Linked DNA regions of Mus musculus: region 2 is linked to region 1. Evidence: chromatin contacts called from public HiChIP or PLAC-seq data. All regions are on one chromosome and are shown on one strand. Each heading gives the region's core, a stretch centred on a gene start, on an enhancer-like site or on the middle of the called end of the contact. The rest is flanking DNA. Distances are from core to core; before and after follow the strand shown. Region 1 holds the start of Ccnf (cyclin F). Region 2 overlaps Abca17 (ATP-binding cassette, sub-family A (ABC1), member 17).

Region 1 (3,143 bases), core at 644-3,143:
TAAAGTGTACCATATGAATTACTTAAGATACCACCATTCCCCAGCACTCGGGAGGCAGAGGCAGGTGAATTTCTGAGTTCGAGGCCAGCCTGGTCTACAGAGTGAGTTCCAGGACAGCCAGGGCTATACAGGAAAACCCTGTCTCAAAAAACAAAACAACAAAAAAGATACCACCATTCCTTTTATAGCCAATAAATATTCAGGGAGAATATCAGGTAACATGTAACTTGAATGTTGGAAATTTTCTAATCCAAGATCTACATGACAACCAGAGCTGGAGAAAGCAGTCGACACTGATGAACATTCAGTTTTCCTTGAACTGTACTCAAGAAGGTACTTTTGGGGCCAAGAAACTGCTCAGCAGTGAAGGCTAGCTCACAACCAGTCAGTAAGATCCCTTGGACTTTTGCTATAGCCCAGGCTGGCCTCAAATTCACTAACATTAGCTGAGGTTACCCTTGAACTCCTGATTCCCCTACCTCTACCTGCCAAGTACTGCATTCTAAGTATTAGTCACTATGGCCAGCTTACATTGTTTATATTTGAACATGTGACTATCAGCATATGGTTGACCAAGGGACTTGCATAGCATAGACTGGGAACTCAAATTAGCAGGCCGTTCTGTAGAACATGGAGGCCAGATCCATCCCAGAGCAGCTCTCAGCTTGGCAGATGGTGAGAGCTCCCCAGTCCCCAAACAGAGGGGTCTTCCACACTCAGCTTACAGTGCAAAATCACCCCTTCCTAGCACCGTGGACCCTTTAATACACTCAGTTCCTCATGCTGCAGTGACCCCCAACCATAAAATACCTTCATTGCTACTTCATAACTGTAATTTTGCTACGGTTATGAATCTTAATGTAAATATCTGATATGCAGGATGTCTGATCTGCAACTCCTGTGAAAAGGTCGTGTGACCCCCCCAATGGAGTCGCGCCCACATGTTGAGAACTCAGGCACACAGCAACTGGACCCAGACATGCTCTTCAGATGAGCTCTTCTCCTCCACAGTGGGTTGTTCCAATATTTACTTCAGCAATTCATTCTTCATTCAACGCCTATGGCTTTTTTCCCTATTTCACAAAGGGCCCCCACATTACCCCCCCCCCCCAAGGTCCTGCCTTCCTACTTATAAATGCGCCTATCTTTCTACCTATTTTTCCTCCTCACACTGAGGCAAAAGTGGCTGACCTCGGGCTTTCCATCAGGAGGTCTCTAAGAGACTGTCCACTCCCAAACTCTTCACCTGAGTCTTATTGGAAACCAAATTTACAGCAAAGGCCAAATGTATACCCAGAGAGCTATAATTCCCAAACATTCTAAGAATATTATCATAACAGTTTCTTGACTCGTGTGCTCTAGAGCATGTCTGGAAGTGTTTAACCACTCTAACAAGTGAAATCGCACCCCCAGGTCGTGAGACGTTTTCACGGGGCAGATCCTGTGGCCTCAGCCAACCCTCAGGTGATCAAGCCGCCCACAAGAGTCCGGACAGGGCCTGAGATCGCTCTATATCGTGTGGATTGCCCACGACTTCACAGATAAGTAAAATCGTAGTTTGCTAAGTAGAGAACCTAAATAGCCCTGGGGTAACAGGAGAGGCATAGGCGCCGGGCGGGCATTTAAACCGCGCGGGCGGGCTCGCAGTCGGGGATACGTGCCTACCCCGTGCTTTGGGGGATGCGACGCGCACTCCCGGGTCACAGGGGCCCGAGTCCATGCTCCTCCGGCCTCCGTTCCGTATGACCTATCGCCTACCCGGCTCCCGCCAGCACTCACCACCGCCGCTCCCCATCGCCGAGCTCCCTCCACTGCCGCTTTAGACCGCTCTCAAGCGCGCCCGCGCCTGGGGCAAGTGCACGGAGCGCCTCACGCAGGCGCGGGCCCCACCCCCGCCCCGTTTTCAAACGCGCCGGGAGCTCCTACTGGTAGGACCACAGAGTTACGCCCCCCAGATCACTAGCCTCTCCTGCCCCGCAGGCTCTGGGCATTTGTGATTGGCTACACCAGGACGCGAATTCAAACGCTGGCTGTCTATTGGCTTATCGCTCGTGGTTGACCCGCCTTCTCCGCTGGGCGGGGGACGGAGGAGTTCAGCTGGCGCCGGCGGGCTATCCTAAAAAGCCCGCCCGGAGGCAGAGAGGGCTGGTCTTCTCCCTCCAAGACTTGTCCTACCGTCCGGAGTTGGTCGTGGCTTACTACCTGTCCCTCCCACGCGAGCTTCCGGCCGAGGAGACTGCATTTGGAGGCGCCAACTCCAACACTGATGTGGAAATTGCAGAAGCTGGGCTCCGATGCCGGGCAGCCACAGCCACAGTCACAGTCTGCTGAGCGATGTGTTCACTCGAGTACATGTTCCGTATTCTCATGAGATGATCTGTCGAGAAAAGACAAGTGGTCTCTTGAGGGTGGAGAGCGAGGAATAGGCCCAGGCTTATCCCCACAGCTTGGGTCAGCCTTCATCCCCTCCCCGAAGCCAGCATGCTCACTGTATCTGACCTGTGCTGGAAGCTGGATAGCAAGACCTCTAGTGGGTCTGAGACAGTTAATAGGGAATGGCTGTTCACAGCACAGAATATTAGAGAACCCTAGAGCAAGACTTGGGATTTGCTCCCCATTGCTGCTGATCTCCATGGGGAACCCTCACACTGTCTCTTTTCCGGAAGACTATACTGTTTTCCAATTTGTTACTTTTTCTTTTCTTCGAGACAGGGTTTCTCTGTGTAGCCCTGGCTGACCTGCAACTCACTCTGTAGACCAGGCTGGCCTTGAACTCAGAAATCCGCCTGCCTCTGCCTCCCGAGTGCTGTGATTAAAGGCATGTGGCACCACCACCCAGCTACTTTGTTACTTTTTTATCTTCCTCCTTTTGTACTTTGTTACTTGGGACAGAAGTGCTGTTTTCAGAATTTGCTTTTGGTAGCCTCTGGAAGGTATTAAAAAAACTAAATCTAACAATGAGCAAACCCGCTGTCCATCACATTTCAGAATACATAACAATCTATCTGGTCCCCTGGTTAATCAGAGTTACAAAGTCATCAGTTGATCAGTTGTCTTTTTTTTTTTTTTTGCTCTACCTTGTTTTGTATCCTACTCAATTTCAGTTTCTATTATTTATTGGAGGCGGGTTTTGTTGGTTTTGA
Region 2 (3,342 bases), core at 696-3,195, 65 kb after region 1:
CAGTGGCTTACAACCATCTATAATGGGATCCAATACCCTCCTCTGGTCCTGCAGCAAGCACTCATACACATAAAATACATAAGTAAATAAACTTTCGAAAGAAGAGTAAGGCCATACCAGAGATGGCATTGCACTTCAGTGTCTGATTCAGACTCTATCTCACCCATCTAATAGCATCTGGGCTGGACGTTGTATATGGAATTACAACACTGTTGGCCCCTGGGATTGGGCTGGACTTGAGATATGGCATTCACTGTGGGTCACTGGGACTTAGATGTCTCTTGTTATAGGCCATCCGATGATGCCCAGAACGGGGTATTACAGAAGGAGTTTATTCACTCCTTATACCTATTTGGTCTCCACAGCCTTGTCCTCTGACTTCAGCCTCCTTTTCAGCAGGGGTGCTGTGTGGCCCAACTGTGAACAAGGATGACAGGCAGCCTGCTGCAAGCAAGTAGAGGGAAGAGGGCAAAGGGAAGGAAAGGCACGCCAGAGGGAGCATTTGAACCCCGCCCGGCCTTCTGCCACCAATGAGTGGCCCCAGCCATTCTGCAGTCCTAAAAGCTCATGGTAGGGATGGTCCAGGGAGAAGCAATGATTACATCTGTCACAATTAGAAAGAGCAGAGAGCTGGCTCTGCTGATTGGCTGAAATCATGCAGACCCATCTGCCCCAAGACTGCGTATTATGAAGAGAGAGCCAGAGCCAGTAGAAGAGAGTGAGAGAACAGGAGAGAACACACAGGAGAGCTAGAAGGCTCCTAACTACTAATTTTATAGAGGACCTGGACCTATTTCCTGGGTGTCCTGGGCTAGGACATGATCCATTTGTCCCCAGGTAGAAGGCAACACAAGGCTGAGTGGTTTGTTTATTTGCTTATTTATTTATATGTATAAAAATACAAATTTCTAAAATTTTACTTATTTAAAGTATGAGTGCTCTACTGCATAAACATCTGTCATCTGAAGAGGGCATCAGATCCCCCTATAGATGGTTGTGAGCCACCATGTGGTTGCTGGGAATTGAACTCAGGACCTCTGAAAGAACAGTCAGTGCTCTTAATGGCTGAGCCATCTCTCCAGTCCTGTTTTGTTGTTTTTGTTTTTATTTTTGTTTTGTTTTTTTTGAGACAGCTTTAACTACATATCCCTGACTGCCTTGAGTTCCCTATGTAGACCAGGCAGATCTCAAACTTACAGAGATCCATGTGCCTCTGCCTACCAAGTGCTGGGACTGAAGGCTTGTGCCACCATATCCAGCCAAGTTAGAGTTTTAAAGTCATAATACCAAAGATCAGAGTATCCCTCTGCTTTCTTTTATAATTGAAGAACAGAGATTTCAGACAGCCACACTGTAGACACAGTAAGCACCGAGACTATACCTGTGGCTGAAATCCTTAGTAAACAGGGTTCTGTGTGAAGCAAGCCTCTGCAAGCACCTATGGAACAGCAGCTTCCTGCTCCTGGGTTTGGAGGCTAATAGGGAGATCTGGTTTACATTTTGATTTAGTGGATACAAGTCATCCATCAAACGGCTGCACTCTCGCCTGTCTCCAGTGGAGGTTGAGAAGATGCTGTTTCTGAGAAAACCTCATCAACAGGTCTTCCTTCCACTTAACTTCATGACAGGAAACGGGGCATTTCAAGTTGTGTTTCTCAGTTTTGAGAATAGGGTCACATAAGGAGAGCCAGATGCAGATACTTACATCCAACCAGTGGAGAGAAGCTGGGGACCCCTGTGGATGAATTAGGGAAAGGCTGGAAGAAGCTGAGGAGGAGCTCATAGGAAGACCAGAAATCTCAACTAATCTCTCAGACACTGAGCCACCAATCAGGCAGCATACACCAGCTGCTATGACGCTCCCCACATTACAGTTGAGGACTGCCTGGTCTGGCCTCAGTGAGAGAAGAAGCACCTAACCCTGGAGAGACTTAAGGCCCCGGGGGGCGGGAAGAGGGTTGGGAGGGAAGAATGGGATGGACTGTCAGAGGGTGGACCTGGAGGAGAATCACAACTGGTCTGTAAAAAAAAAAAAAAAAAAAAAAAAAAAAAGACTGGATGATGATGATGATGATACCAAACCAAACCAAAACCAAAACAAAAACAAAAACAAACACTCTCTGAATTACACAGAGCAGCTTGTAAGTGAAGGAAAATGAGATTTTGTAACTTGTGATTCATGTAAAAAAAAGTTGTCTATGATCCCACGGCCTGGAGCCGAGAACGAAGCAGAACAGGCCCAGGCATGAATGTCAGGGCAAGGCTGTTGTTAAGACATTCCTAAGAACAGCTTGACCTTAAAGATGAAAAGGAATGCAAGGACACAAGCAGGGCTATCTTGTCTGAGTCAACACCATATGGCCGGAACCTCCCCTCTGTCTATTGCCCCTTGCTGGGTAAAGTCATACATCAACTGGTTGCTATGTGAACAAAGATAAGCCCCCAGCCCACAGGAACAAAGTCGTGATGCCCTTTTGCTAACATGTAATCTTTCTGTTAATGTTTGAATGAGTCAATCCCATACCTTTGTTGAAATTCCTCGCACCCCTATCCCTTTTTCTTCCATAAAAACCCCTAGCTCTCGAGACTCCCCTGCCTCCTGTGTGAGGTATGGGTCGGCCCAGAGCTCTGCCAATAAACACCCTCATGTGTATTGCATCAAGAAGGATTCTTGTGTGTTCGTGGGTGCACCCTGTCCCTGGACTAGAGTAGGGGTCCCCATATCGGGGGTCCTACATAAGCACGGTTTGAACAAAACACAAGCTTAGAGGGTTGTTTCTCAAGTCCTGTAGAGGAAATTAGAAAGCCGATACCTTATACAGATGTTGGATTTCAATTGTGTTCATCTGATTTGTTGGCTCATCCTGCATGAAATTCCCTTTTGACGGTTTCTCAGGATCCCCAATATTCAAAAGTGGCGGTATCTCTGGAACGGGCTTCTGCACGAGAAGTTAACTTACACACTAACTGTTCATGTGATCTTTCTCTTCCAGGAGATACATTTTGGTGAATTAGACCCCTGCCCCATAGGCAGTTTATTTGCTGAACCAATTATTTCATGGCACCTGGAGAAATTAACCAGCACGATGATGGATTCACTCCAGATTGTCTATAATCCCTGATGGATTCACTCTAGATCATCTATAATCCCTGGCAGGCCCTCAGAGAGGAGCTAAGGAAACAGCTGTATTTCCAGCCTCTTGACTCCACTTGGAAAGCCACCTTACCAGTAGTCTTGGGGGAGTGACCTGGATGGGGATGCTGGTGTAGTATTTACCTGCTTCTCCATACTCTCAGAAAGAAGGCAGAGCAGATGCTGCAGAGGGTCCTCACTAGGCCCAT

The links. HiChIP or PLAC-seq counts read pairs in DNA pulled down with a chosen protein or histone mark.
Region 2: a contact with region 1 is called in an H3K27ac HiChIP or PLAC-seq map of trophoblast stem cells, with 11 read pairs. The contact joins the enhancer-like site here to the promoter of Ccnf in region 1. A contact is called at or near these places in 2 of 39 promoter capture datasets (the HPC-7 cell line and liver), 1 of 15 datasets of contacts at CTCF or cohesin (the NIH/3T3 cell line), 6 of 484 Hi-C or Micro-C datasets (the AML12 cell line, LSK cells, bone marrow-derived DN3 thymocytes and 3 more), 7 of 115 datasets of contacts at active chromatin or transcription factors (the HPC-7 cell line, the SCID.adh cell line, bone marrow-derived macrophages and 3 more) and 3 of 9 other capture datasets (adipose tissue, liver and pancreatic islet).

What each region holds. Positions count from the first base shown.
Region 1 is chr17:24,249,516-24,252,658 of GRCm38.p6, forward strand. Ccnf (cyclin F) reads right to left here and starts at 1,894. Exons shown (of 17, transcript NM_007634.4): 1 at 1,780-1,894. The coding sequence starts at 1,795.
Region 2 is chr17:24,314,301-24,317,642 of GRCm38.p6, forward strand. It overlaps Abca17 (ATP-binding cassette, sub-family A (ABC1), member 17), which reads right to left. Exons shown (of 31, transcript NM_001031621.3): 11 at 2,814-2,939. Among named protein-coding and RNA genes, the nearest start is that of Abca17, 35 kb to the right of the region's middle. Within about 2 kb of position 1,946, at least 12 of the 459 cell types and tissues checked have an H3K27ac peak or open chromatin away from gene starts, as enhancers often do. A contact at or near this core is called in trophoblast stem cells, where this site is marked.